Regions from separate parts of the Gossypium raimondii genome. Here region 1 is linked to region 2. Evidence: chromatin contacts called from public Hi-C data. All regions are on one chromosome and are shown on one strand. The core of a region is the stretch at or near the end of the contact, and the rest is flanking DNA. Distances in the headings are between cores, read along the strand shown.

The links. A called contact is a pair of places that touch in the nucleus more often than the background predicts.
Region 1: a contact with region 2 is called in a Hi-C map of leaf, with 4 times the contacts expected there. The contact joins the promoter of LOC105787972 here to the promoter of LOC105787966 in region 2. A contact is called at or near these places in 2 of 2 Hi-C or Micro-C datasets (both in leaf).

Annotation. Positions count from the first base shown.
Region 1 is chr2:9,150,623-9,157,955 of ASM2569854v1, forward strand. LOC105787972 (putative gamma-glutamylcyclotransferase At3g02910) reads left to right here and starts at 3,120. Exons shown (of 1, transcript XM_012614608.2): 1 at 3,120-3,856. The coding sequence starts at 3,222. The coding sequence ends at 3,755. LOC128034627 (serine/threonine-protein phosphatase 7 long form homolog) reads right to left here and starts at 1,362. Exons shown (of 3, transcript XR_008190749.1): 1 at 929-1,362; 2 at 758-842; 3 at 1-640.
Region 2 is chr2:8,926,759-8,934,251 of ASM2569854v1, forward strand. LOC105787966 (V-type proton ATPase subunit H) reads right to left here and starts at 1,675. Exons shown (of 12, transcript XM_052625671.1): 1 at 986-1,675. LOC105787967 reads left to right here and starts at 2,913. Exons shown (of 5, transcript XM_012614600.2): 1 at 2,913-3,538; 2 at 4,486-4,748; 3 at 6,659-6,776. The coding sequence starts at 3,140.

The DNA.
Region 1 (7,333 bases), core at 1,870-4,369, 230 kb after region 2:
CTTCCTCTAGCTTCCGGCGGCGGTTATTCTTCCTCTGGTGGTGATTGTGGTTCTTCCGGTTCGGCATCTGGTTGTCAGACTTGGGACGATGATCCACCTTCAAAGAATAGTGTATGTGGAGGTGTTTGCATCATGAATGGCGACGGTGTTTGAAAGCCATACGTTGCTGGCGATTGGTAAAAAGGAGAGCTTCCCGAAGGCATGTGCGATCCCTCCTGCGCCGCTGGCCTAGACGTAATTGCCGTTGCCTCTTCTCTGGTGTAAGTAAATACGGCTTGCCATGGATCCTAAACCATGGCATGTATTCTGGAACGCACGCTAACTCCGGAACGATGATTTCTTCCCGAGTAGGTAGATATTCATGCCGATTTTCCCACATTTCCGTGTACTCTGACCAGTATCTAGGCCAATCCGTACCTAATAGTCGAAGGTCGATTTTGTGGTGCTTGTCAAACTCCTCAGGGTCTGCAGGAATCGGTTGTCTACATCCAAACTGTCGTAGCACTCTGTCTGTCTGGTGGGGCTCAACGGTTGCATAGTTGATCAACACCACTTTCACGTGCCAAACGTTCGGATTTTGTAAAAACTCTTCCGGGATTACTGCCCGAATTGCCGGATCCTCGTACGGTGTCCATTGAAACTATATGAACATGATAGAAATATTAGTTATATACATAATACTAAATACTAAATATTAAATACTAAATATCAATCGACTAGCGAATGTATGGAAATATCTATTTGCAATAATACTTACTTCTGCTTCTGACCGTTGGTCCAATAGAAGTCGTATATCTTCAAGTTCAGACGGTAATCCACGATAACTTGTCGGATGGTTCCACCTAATTAAATAAAATTTTAGCATACTTTTATTCTTACAAAATCTACATAATAATTCTAAACTGTAATATAAAATTTAGCTCGTTACGAGTGGGAATGTATATGGGTGGTTCACTCGAGGACGTAGAAATGGAAAGCGAAACAGTGCCCATGATTGCAGTAGTGACAGGCAACCTCCGATGGTTGCTCTCCTCGGTCGCGTCGCCCCGCACATCTCTCGATATTATGTTGCCAAGACGGCAGACCCCAAACTAAATTCACCGGCTCTTCTAAAATCAACGAGTTTTAGCAGCCACCTTAGATGTACACGGCTCCGTGACATGTCCGGCATCAGATAACCTCCAATTATTTGAAGAATGTATGATCGAGCATATCAGATTCTTTGGATTTCAGTTGAATTTGCATTCGGATCGGGGAATGTGGCACATAACCAGCCCATCTCGACCTTACCTCCATCCATTTTTTCCGGAATAGCGCCTAAAAGCTCGTAGCACACCGCCTCCCAATTGCTAGATTAGGCGGACCTGGATTGGGTGCCCGCCCACCCAGAATCCCAATCGCATCTTGACATCTTCTAGAGTGATAGTGCACTCTCCACATGGAATATGAAATGTGTGCGTCTCAGGTCTCCACCTCTCGATCAACGCACTAATCAGTTTCGGGTCCAACTTGCATCCTTGGCCTACCGTCGCCACGTGCCAAAAACCCACTCCCCGCAGGTAGTTCTCTACTAACGGTGATGGAAGAGCATGCATATTCCGGATATGGCATTCCAATACCCGATCTTCAGACTTTTATAACAAACAATAAATTAATAATTATCTAAAAATACTTAAACAAAAAAATCTTAAATAATAATTACAAATTAAATTTAATACTTACCATTTTCATTTGCTCCACCGATATGTGATTGCTATCAAGACGAATCAATGATCCGGTCATTGATGAAAATATAAAAAAATTTAAAATTATTTTAAAAAAATATAAAAAAAATTATAATTATTTTAAAAAATAGATTTGAGAGAATTTTGGAAGGAAGTTGAGAGGAAATTAAAATTAGATATGGGTTTGAGAGAATTTTGGAAGGAAATTGAGAGCATTAGAGAGGAAAAATTAGATAGGATTTGTTTGTGAAAAAAAAGGGGTGGGGTATATATATATATATATATTTGACTGTTGGGGGGGTACTGTTCACGCGCGGAGGACAAGGGCGCGATTTCCTTCCACATCAGCAGGTCGCGCTGACTTGGACGCGATGTCCTGCCATGTACCCTGACATCGCGCTGACGTGGGCGCAATTTCCCGAAAAATGGACCATTCCGGTAAATAATAAAACAATCGGTCCATTTCGGTAAATTAAAAAAAAGAGAGCTTTTTCTGGTAAATTCCCCTAAAATAGCGCCTATTATAAAGGTTATATTTCTTTCTGAATTTTTTTCATTTCTTAAATAAAATGTTTTATTTTAAAATAATATTCAAGTTGTCACATCTACTTTTAATCTACGATATATTATCAAACACGTGGACAAAATTATTTGACTCTTTATCCGCCGCTAAACTGCGCGTGAAACTTTAATAAAATCATTGATTTTATTAGTAGTTTTTGATCCCGACTTTTAAGTTTTAAGTAGAGGCTCAATTATTATTTTTATTTAATTTAAAAATATTTAGGATTTAAGCTTAAAATACAAAATTATCGATATAAACAAAGAAAAAGATGCTATGAAATTGTGATTTCACGTCATTTTTATCTATTTTCAATAGATGAATGAGAAATTAAATTTTCCTCCTGATTTTTAATTAAATTTGGATTTTTTCAAGAGGAAAAAGCTAAAATCAAGAAAAAATTGATTTGTCATTCTCTTATTAGAAAGAAATATAGATAACTTAGAATCATAATTTCATACCATCTTTTCTCATAAATTAAAATGCTTTAAAAATTAATGAATGTAAATGTATTTGTAATTATACATATATTATTTTTATATAATAATAGTACTTTAATTTAGGAAATATTTTAAAATATATATTTATATGTTATATTATTAATATAATTTAAAATTTATATAGATAATTTGATCTATTATTTAGCTAAATTACATGGTGTTTATTATAAATTATTTATATTAATTTTAACTAAATTATATAATATTTATTATTAATTATTTGTACTTTGACCAATAATAAAGTAATTAAATAAAACCATTTACCACCCTCCAGATTGAGAATTTTCTACAGTTAAAATTCCTAACCAATCAAACGGAATCCTCCTATTAATAGAACTCCACTCCCCATCTTTACCTGACAACCTGCAAATCCTCTCTACTTCTTTTTGTTCCTTTGATTTTCCCTCACTTTCTAGCCAACCAAACACCACTAGAATGGGTGTGGAATTGGAAAACAGTAATTGTACGAACCTCGTGTTCACATATGGCACCTTGAAACGGGGCTTTGCCAATCACGTGCTCCTTCAAGATTTGATGCGAACGGGAGACGCCGTATTCAAAGGCACTTACCGTACCCTGCAGAAATACCCGCTCGTTTGCGGGCCATACCGCGTCCCTTTCCTCCTCAACATGGCCGGTTCGGGACTCCGAGTCACGGGAGAGCTGTACGCCGTGTCGGCTCGGGGGCTGGACCGCCTGGACGAATTGGAAGGCACAAGTCGCGGGCATTACGAGCGGAGGCCCATCCATCTGACGCCGGCTGGGGAGGAAGAGCTATTGCCGTGCGCAGCTCAGGCGTATTACGCGCACAAGAGTTACGAGGAGGAGATGTGGAAGAGGAACGGGAGAAAAGGGTTTGGGGTATATTCGGAGAAAGAAGCCAAAGGTTATGTGAAACGTAAGGATAGGCCTCAAAATCTCAGTTTCTTGGATCATATTAGGATCTTCATTTCGTCTCCTTCTGATTAAAATCAATAAACATAAACAGTTGGAGAAAAATTTTGAATGTTGTAATGCTTGTAAAATTTTTCTCGAGATTTCAATGAGAAACGAGATTGAATTTTCTCAAATTTGTTGCCATTTTTTGCATGGTCATGGTGGAAATTAAAATGTCGCAATTTGAGTTTGTAAAATTACTTAATGGTGTTTAGGTGCAAAATTTTGGGCTTCCATTAAAATTTAGGAGCATTTATATTATTTTCTTCTTCATTCCATTCTCTTTTGGCCTCTAATAGACAGATTGCGGGAAAGGGTTTTAAAAGTTTAGGTAGTTGGTAAAAACATTAAGTTAGATATTGAATGAAATTAAGCTAATATAATGAATGGTTATAAATTGGGGAAAATAATTTATAGAAGTATTAAGGGTGAATTATACAATTAGTCATCCGGTTTTTTTTTTGTCATCAAACTATAAAGATTTTCATTTTGCCGCTAACTTTATCATTTGTTCCCGGTTATAGTCACCTCCATTAAATCATTAGTAGAAATGATGATGTTACCTTTTTAATTAATATAATTATCATTTAGTCCTCAACATTTTCACATTCTATCAATTTAATCCTAATTCTAAGTAATACCACAAATTCAACCCTTTATATTTATAAATTTCATCAACTTGTAACATGGGAAGGCAAAAATTGCATAATTATTCATCTTTAAACCATGAATTTAGACATGTTTTGAGATGATTTAAAAGAAAAGCTTCTTGAGAACGATGCTTAATGAAAATGACCATAACTATAACGTGCAAAAAGAAAAAGTGTAGCAATTTCCTTTCAAAGACTTCCCTGCAAACAATTATGATCACTATTTTAATTGCACTATTTAATTATTATAAATTTTTAATTTAGATACTAAAATATATATTTTTATAATAATAATTGAATAATTATTTAATACATATTAGGTAGAGTTTTTTTAACTCCACAAGTAGAGTTAAGAGGTTGCATGCTTATTGTTTTAAAATAAAAAATAAAGAAATGAATAATATATATTATATTTCATGTAAATAATATTTAAAGGATAATATTTTATAAGTGCAGTTTTTGGAATGGCTCCGCTTAAAGCACCGGGGTAGATGGGTTTCATGCTAAGTTTTATCAAGCACAATGGGATACTGTTGGGCCTTCGGTTTATACACTAGTGCGATGGGTGATGGAGGGATGTCCGTTGGATTCTAGAATCAGCAGAACCTTCCTTGTTTTACTACTAAAGATTTAAGGGCCAGAAAGGATTACACAATTTAGACCAATTAGTCTATATACGGTTCTGTATAAAATAATCATGAAGATAATTGTTAATAAGCTACTTCCTTTGATGATAAAGCTTATTAAACAGAACCAGGAGAGTTTTGTTATGGGTAGGAATATTGCGGACGACATTGTCATAGCTTAGGAAGCAATTCACTCCATGAGGAACTTCAGAGGTTGAAAATATGGGATGGTGTGAAATTTGACCTTGAGAAAGTGTAGATCGTATCACTTGGGATTTTTTAAGGGACAAACTCTCTTAAGTAGGTTTACCGGCAATGTTAGTCATTGTTATCTTAAACTGTGTCTCATCATCAAGTACTCTGGAATGGTGCGGTCACTGATGCCTTAAGACCATCCCGGGGTATTCGACAAGTAGATCCTCTATTGCCATATTTGTTTGTGTTGTGCATGGAGAGACTAGGCCACCTAATAGAGGAAGCTGTGAGTCAAGGGAGGTGGAAATCGCTGTTGCTTTCTAGGAGAGGCCTAGCATTGTCGCATATATTTTTACGGACGATCTTATGTTATTTTATGAGGTTATGCTGGAACAAGCTGGGAGTATAACTGATTCTGGACATGTTTTGTTATTAATCGGGATAGGAGGTGAATAGAAATAAATCTCAAATTTTCTTTCCACCCAAGGTATTGAATGGAACAGCTGTAGATATCTGAAGGAAGGTGAACTTTGTTCAGGTCAAGGATCTTGGAATGTATCTTTGGATGCCGCTTATTCATAAGAGAGTTGGAGTTAGTCCCTTTGATTTCGTGGTTAATAAAGTCCCAATAGACTGAATGGTTAGGAAGTGAAGAAGTTGTATCTAGTTAGTAGAATAACGTTAACAAAGTTGGTCCTCCTATCGATACCCAATTATTTCATGGCTACGGTACGTATTTCATGGTTACGGTATGTGAAGCAAGGAAATCGACATTATTAAGTTGGTTCGAATGTTGCCAATAAATTGATGTTGGCGGTCTTGGTGTGCGAAGTCTAGTTACTCAGAATAAGATTTTTTTATGAAGTTAGGCTTTCAATTGCTAACTAGGAATGATGCTCTATGGGTACAAATTGTGATAAATAAGTATAATGTTTGTGGGATCCTTCCTAATAGTATTATAAGAAGCAAATACTCAATTTTATGGAGATCATTAGCAGGGATATGGACAGATGTGATTAATAATGTCTATTGGGCTATAGGGGATAGGTGCCTACATATTTTTGGAATGAAAATTGGATTTTTCTGTTAGGTCCACTCAGAACTTTTTTTAGAGGATCAGATCGACTAGATGACACTTTACATGTTTGCTATGTAGTGGATGAGAATGCTAATTAGGATTGGGTTCGTTTAGGGAGCTTTCTTTCGGGTCACATTGTTTTACAAATAGCTGCTATTCTACCTCCTTCGATTGATGCGGGTCCTGACCGACTTTCATGGAAATAAGCGAAGTAGTAGCTTTTCATTGGCAGAGACATACAGAGGTATTCATCAATATGAATTAGTTGTAAACTCTAATGTTTGGAAGTTGATTTGGAAGATCAATGCACCTCAAAGGGTTAGGGTGTTCGTGTGGATCATGTGGAAAAATAGACTTTTGAATAATGGAGAGCGTGCAAGGAGGCATATGGCGAATGAAAGGCACAGTCCGAGATGTAGCAACGTCTATGAATTGGAGATCCATGCGGTGCGGGATTGCATTTTTCCTAAGACTGTTTGGCAGTCAGTTGTGCCAACTCATGCATGGGTAAGATTTTTTGCTATGCTGATGAACAAATAGATTTTATGGAATTTAGAGAATGTTGGGGAGTGTGGTAGTCAAAATTTTGAATGGTGTTATTTTTTTCCTATAATGTGTTGGTTGTTATGGAAGAACCGGAATACATATGTGTTTTCAAGTTACCGCAGTAGTTCTTAGGAAATAATTGATAAGGGCATTAGTTGGGCAATGAATTACGTGAGGATGTTTACTTTTGTGATTCAGACTAATCTTATTGCTACTGTTGCACATTGGTCAGCGCCGACTAGAGGTTACTCAAAATAGATAGAATAGTTTCGCTAAATAGATCTTATGCTGGGATTGGACGATTGTTTAGAGATGCTGATGCTAATTGGCTATGGGGATTCTCAATGTTGCTAGGTAAGGACGCAATTTTTAAGATTGAAGCGAGAGCTATTTTGGAGGTCTTCGTTTAGCATGGGATAAGGGGATTCGTCAACTAGAAATTGAAAGTGATAATGTTTTTTTTTGTAGAGACGGTTGCAGAAAGTAGTGTAGTTGATAGTCAGATGATAGAATTAT
Region 2 (7,493 bases), core at 425-2,924:
TTACATTTTACCTACAAATACACAACAGAATTCCATAATTGCTTCTTATGTTTAATCAAATCTGAAAAAATCAACATTACCAGATCAAATCTGATCAAATTTAAATTCTAATTCATTTCTCAGTTAAAAAAATCACAATTTTTTAAAAAGAAAAGAGGTTTTCTGGAGATTCAAAATTTTTAATCAGGGAGAAAACACAAGTTGACTATGAAAAAATTCATAGGAATAATTAACTGTGAAAATAAATTAATTCAAAACAAATCTTTAACAAAAAAAATTAAAAGAAACTACAATGCAAATGCAGCGATGCAAGGGAGACTGAAAATGTAATTCTGTTTACCTTGGATGAAAATTCAGAGGAAATTGATGAAAAATTGGAAGAAATATTATAAAACTAATAGAAAGAGAGAGAGAGGGATTAAAACGTTGTTGGATCACTAGCCTGAATACTACGGTTTCTTTTTCTTCCACTGGTGTGGCTCTGTTCTTCTAACCTGAGAGAGTGATCGTGATGGACATCAAAATCTTTGGATTTCGATTGAAGAGGTGAGATCTGGTGATGCTGTATGTAGAGTAGCTTCTGGCTGGTTCTCTATTACAAAGTTGACGCGTGGCTGTAGTCTTATCTACGGGTCCATAGCAAAGGTAAATATCTATGGCTTCCTTTTAGCCACAATTTTTATCTTTCTTAAATGTCTACAAATAGCTAAACCCAAATATATATATATTTGCTTCACTCCCCCACGTTAAATTCAAAATGCTTCTTTCTTCTGGTGCAATTATTTTTTCCCTTTAACTTTTAGGGTAAAGTAAATTGGTAGCCACTCAGTTTTGATTAAACTAATAAAATATTCACTAAATTTTAAAAATGTTCAGTTCAATCATTAAATTTTAAAAATAATAAATCAGTCCCTACCATTATTGAAAATTTAATATAGCTAGTTAAGAAAAAAAAAAAAAAAGGAAATAGAGAAGAACAGCTTACACTCCAGCGCCTTGAAGAATAGCGCACCTTGCAAAAGCGCCGCCTCGAAAACCTCGTCATTCTAACGACACCGCCAACAATACCTTTGATTCCCATTCTGCTAAACCCTCCTCCAAAATCCTTTTCCAAAAATCAAAATATCCTTTTGCAAGCCTTGTATCAGTTTGCTCTACATAGTTTCCTTCATTTCAACTCTCAAGCATGCAAACTTTAAAATACGAGTCGCGAGTGAATAACTTTTGACGCAGATAAGCCGTTTGAAGAAATTCCCGTTAGGCATTGGAACATTTTCTTTTTTATGCACAAGGTTCATCTTACGAACACTAATACTAGGAAAATAGATTGCATATTCTCATCCATCAGCACATATCCTTTCACAGCTTTGAGAGGAAAACTACAATAGAGCATTTGCGTTACTACCTTGGTGCATCCCAACACAAGAATTTGCTATAACAAGCAACCCAAGAACCGTCATTATCCGCGTCGCACCAAACTCCCTCACGAGGCACAACATTTGTTTGGTCGAGGGTTTAGGGTTGGAATGGATTGCAAGGAACAGAAAAAGCTGGCCACCAAAATTGAGAAGGAGATGACATAAGAGATTAGGAAAAAAGAAGAGGTTGAAAAGAAGCTAGAGGAAGTCGTTGTGTAGAGGGTTAAACTCTCCAATAGGAAATGAAACAGAAAACTCAAATCAACCGTGGGTTTCTCCATTTCTTCTCTTCTGCTTCTTAAATTGGGGTTCCACCGTAGATAGTTAATGTACAACGTGGCTAGTTAATGGGTCACCTCAGTTTTCTGATACTCTATAGAGGAAAATGTTCATTAGTGACCCGATTTGTTATTTTTTTTAAAGTTTAGTGATTGAGTTGTAATTTTCTAAAGTTTAATAATTATTTTATTATTTTAATTAAAGTTGAGTGATTATAGACTTATTTTACCCTTATTTTTACTAAAGATGAAGAGCAATTTAAAATTCGAGAAAATACCATATCATCAAATGTTTATCTTTGATATTTAAGATTTCAACTTTCAACAATCTCCTTATTTTACAAAAGTTCTTTTTTAAAATCGGGCTTATTGGAATACTAATGGCATGCATGCGAATACGGCAAAGAAATTCGGAAAAAAGAAAATCTTGAACGTTAGAGAAGATATTTATTGTCATATAGTAGAATTAAAATTGCAGAAAAATAGAATTTTTGTTAAAATTTGCCAAAGTGTGTTGCATAAAATATATTCTTTGAGTAAATTTAGACACTGACCTCTAGGTGTGTTCACTATTTATAATTGGCTGGAAACTTAAATGGGACTATAGAATATAAAGAAAATGAAGATAGCATTAATTTTTATTTAAAATTTTTATTCAATAAATAAATAAATATATGATACTGCATGTGTTTATGATATGTTTTAATTAGATTAATTTATTTTATATTAATATTTGATCTCAATTCTTTTTGGTGTAGCGAAAAAGTTAGTTGATGTTAAAAAATTTAATTTGTCATAATAAAGATGACTTGAAATTACAGTTTTATACAATAAGTTGATTTTGAATTGCACAAAAATATAATGTAATGTAATTAACATTACAATTATTACTTATTATGATAATCATTAATTTTAGGTATTCCAAAATAAATTGAATTTTTAAATTTATTCTAAAATGTTAAGCATTAAATTGCTAATACATTTCAGATTATTAATTTTGAAATTCTTTTTGTAAATTTATAATAAATTCAATTTATAAGAAATGCAATTACTTAAATTAATTGTTGATTTTGTATAATTTTATTTTTTCAATTACTTAAATTTGAGAAATAATTGTTATACATGCAATTTTACCGAATATTATGTAAAAGTAAACGTCCACGTAACCACCCCTGGGAACTCATAAAATAAAATAATAAATGGAGAAAAGAAAAAAGAAAAAGGAAAACATCCTTCCATTTTATCCTCAACACACCAACAGAAGCAGCGACTTAGAGCCTTTCTCTCTCAAACATTCACCAAAATCTTTGTGGATGGGGATGTCTTCTGCCTCCAATTCTCCATCCTAAACAAAGAAAACTCGATTCCCAGACAGCTCTTCCATCCCTAATAGGTTCCCATTTTAGTTAATAATAAAACCAAGTGTTTAAACTACTTTCAACTATGTCCTTCCTTACTTCTATTTCATCTCCTCCACAAATTAACTCCCTTTTTTGCTCTCCAATTTTCTCTCTTTACCGCTTCCATTCTCCTTTATTTTCTTCTCTATATCACCGCAAACAAAGTTATGGGAGTGGGAGGATTATAAGAGAGTTGGGGTTTCTGGGTGATTTCAGAGGTAAAGGGAGGGTGACTTCTGGTTCAATGGGGAAAGAGAAAGGTGGGTTCTTTTGGGTTTCTTCTCCTTGTAGTTCTGGAGGGAGTTGTAGCTGTAGCAGTAGCAAAGGAGATGAATTTGAGAGTGAAGAAGATGAGGAGGAAGTCGATGATGAAGAAGAAGGTGCTCGTTCGTTTTGTGTTTTGCCTGACAGATGGGATGTTCTTGGCCTTGGTCAAGCCATGGTATATTTCTTAACCATTCTTGTTTATATGTTGTCTCTTGTGTTTTGAATTTATACTTAATGTTAGATTTGTGTTTTTTCAATGTCTTTTTTAGTAAAGTATAGGGAAAAGAGAATTGATGTTAAGGATACAAGCCTTGTAATGTAGTACATTTCTATTTCGTTTCTTAGAGAGGAAAATGTAGTTTGGCTGATATATTTTCTTTTGTTCCTTTCAATCCTACATTTTTTTTGTTGCTTTTAAATCATTAAGGCTTTGGTCCTTTGTTCGGGCACCTGCTTTTTACAATTTTCCTTTTGATTTTCTTAAAGCTGGTTAAAAGCATTATCATATTTTTTAAAATTATATTAATAGCTAAAATATGATACACATTGAAACATAATTGTTCTGTAATTATGCATTTTGTCACGCAAAAATTTAATGAACAGATGTTATGCCTCATTTAGGATTTTGGTTGCATTTTCTTACCTTTACCTTAGAAACAACTAGCATCTAGTAAGCATAAAAATAAAGTAGAACCTTACTTATTAATGAAAAGATTGGTCAATTTGGGCTCTATTTTTGGGAACCTGTAAAAATTTCGGCTAGGGGTTAAAGAACTGTTTCCATTCTTCATCTTGAATAATAATCTGCTGTGTCTATCAAGGTGTTCTTACTGGTTTGTGCGTTTGTTGCTTTACTTAGAAGGCAATTACAAGAAGTTGAGTTATGAAATGGATTATTTAATGAAATAACTGGTATATAGAAACTTTATCTGATGGTATAATTATTCAATAGAATTTTCAAAATCTAACTCTTTTGTTGGTCTGCTTTGTTTATCTGTCAATGTTGGATTTTTGGATTCTTTGGAAATGCTGATAATTGATTGTAAGACATGGTTGCTGATATTTGCATATGGTATTGAAAGTATATTAAACTTTTCTCTGCAATTTACCTGCCAATTTCAGGTAGACTTTTCTGGTATGGTTGATGACGAATTCTTGGAGAGATTGGGATTAGAGAAGGGAACCAGGAAGGTTGTAAATCATGAAGAGAGGGGTCGAGTTTTGCAGGCTATGGATGGTTGCAGCTATAAGGCAGCAGCTGGAGGATCTCTTTCCAACAGTTTGGTGGCATTGGCAAGGCTTGGTTATAAGCCCATTGGAGGTCCTGCTTTAAATGTAGCTATGGCAGGCAGCGTAGGTAGTGATCCATTGGGTGGCTTCTACAGGTCAGGTTTTGTTTTGAGAAATACCTTGGTTCTTTTTTTTTTTCCCTCAACGTGTTTAATTTTTTTGAAAATGTTACTGAAAGTTTTGGGAAAAAGGTCTGAATTGGTCACTCTACATTATCAATTATCTGGTTTTGGCCTAATTTAATGAATTAAAACCCTATGTTTATATAAAAAATTTCTTTAAGGACAATCAATAAAGGGGATTAACTTCATCAATCAAATTCCATTGGCTCTTGTCAATGACATAGCATGTTATCTGAACTTATTGATCAAGTGGCACTTATCAGTTCAAAAAAAAAGTTTTAATTAGATAAGTACTAAAAACCTTTTTAGAATTTTAAAATATTAATTATTTTAATTCAAATAAAATATGATGTATAGATGGATCTTGGTAATGATCAAGGCCATGTTTAGATAAACAATTATAAAGGAAAGGAAAATAGAGGAAGATTTAGGAAAATATACATATACTTCTTTATTTTGGATGGTTAAAATTAGTGAAGGGAAGGTTGGAACTACACAAGATTGAACTTGGTATTGGTGGATGCACATTTAGGTGAGTACCTGGTTTGCAGATAGTTGATTCATAAATGGATGAAGCCTTTTGAAGCTCCATTAAGAACACAATATTTGCAAAATTAATTCTTAGTATTTGCTTTTTCTGTCTGTTTGTCCCTTTAATATAGTGTGCACTCTTCCATATATTTCTGGACTGCTGCTGGGAATGAATTCAATAAGAAGTTTGCCTATTTGGTATTTTTTTTCTGATGAGGTTTATGCTTGGTTTTGTTCTCTACTTCATGTTCATTAAAGTCATCCCTAGAACTGTAATGGAAGTATTGACATGGTCTAAAGAACTGCAGAGTATGAATAGTCATATTATTAGGAGATTTATTTATCCGTTAATGGTGAAATTTGTTTAGTAAAAGCTTTGGTGGAGGTTTAAGGCAACTGACCATCACTGTAGCAAATTAAAGATAAGATTTAAAGGATATTTACATCTAGCGTTTCATTTCCAGTACATTGCTAAATCATTGTTTTGGTTGAGTTTCTTGACAGCATAAAATTTGGGGTTTAGTTTCTATGCTTCTTTCCCTTTTTTTTTTTTTGTATATCCATTTTCCTATGCTCTCTGGTATAACTCCCGTACAATTCTGGGATCCACTAACTTGGAAAATAAAAGAAAAACAGAAGAATTTGTGATTCCTAGGGTGCTTCATATCTGGGGGCATCCAGAATTGTTAGCTAAATTCTGGTTGGTAGGGTATTCATGCCACTCTAAATTCTAGTTAGTTAATTATCATATATTTTCAGTATTCTAGTCTCACATGCAATTAAGGTAGGAAGTAGGAATCATTGATAAATGAGACTTTGCTTGATAAGCTTATATTTTACTTCATTTCTTGTGCCAAACTTTATTCCTTTTCCTTTTAATCCAAAGTAATTCCATTCTATAACCTTTTTTTCTTTCTAGTCCTACTCGTTTTATCCACCATCTGTTGTTTCTCATGTCCAAGATTCCGGGAGTCCTTGTCAGTGTAGCAGACTAACTTCTGATTTGAGGATTTTGACTCTTACATAAGTCTTGTTTCCTGTCTTGCATTTTCATCTATTTCAATGTTTATATGGGGATTGAACGGAGAAGAAGAGCAATAATGTCAGAGAACTTCTCCAACTATCAAATATTAGCATTATCATGAAGTCTATTTTCTCCTTATTTTGTACCTCTTACAAATTAATTTCTATGATTTCTTGCATCTTCAATGCCTCTTGTAGCTGCTGCATGTAGTTCTGAAATGGCTATTAGATTTACCAGTCATTATCTGCATGATAAAACTAGGTTATTTAACTCATTTGATATTTGTAATGGTCTTTGTTAAAATTAGATATTCACATTCTTGATATAGGGCTAAACTACATCGGGCAAATGTGAATTTTCTTTCTGAACCTATCAAGGATGGAACAACTGGAACAGTGATAGTTCTCACAACTCCGGATGCTCAGCGCACAATGCTTGCTTATCAGGTTGGACTTCTTTGACTATTAACTTATCAGTCCTTGAAAGTTTTACATAAATTTAAAGGCTATAATGATCTTGTTTCCTCTTTAGGTTCAGTCGAGTTATGATTTATATATTTATTCTGTTAAAGTTTTGGACTTGCATACTCGGTGATTGCAGTTTTTTTTTCCTTTTTTGGGCATTAGGTTGGATTGTTAGAAGCTAAACAGGTTATGGTCATGCTAATTATATTGCATATACTTGAATATGCATTAACCATTTAAGCATTGAGTTGCAAATCGGAAAAGCAAGCATTTGTTAAATTTTCTTGCTTTTTGGGTGTATATGCTCCTGGCTTCTTTTCTATGTTAAAGAATATGATGCTTTTCATTCCAGACGTTAGTTATAAGTGAGATTAATGTATCTTTTTGTGTTTAACTCAATAAAGTGGGGGCACTTATAGTTTGGGGTGAGCATTCGATCGAATCGAATCGAATCGAATTGAATCGAAAATTTTCGAGTTAATTGAGTTTTCGAATCTCATTTTATCATCCTAACTTTATTTGAAGTTTTATCGAATCGAGTCGAGTGAGATGGAATTCGAATCGAATCGAATCGAATATATTTGTTCGAGTTAAATTTTAAAAAATAATTTTGGGTCCTTATAACCATTGTCACCCATCGTAATAAAATTTGTCTACCTTAATCAAATTTTTTATTAACTTTCATCACTTCATAATTTA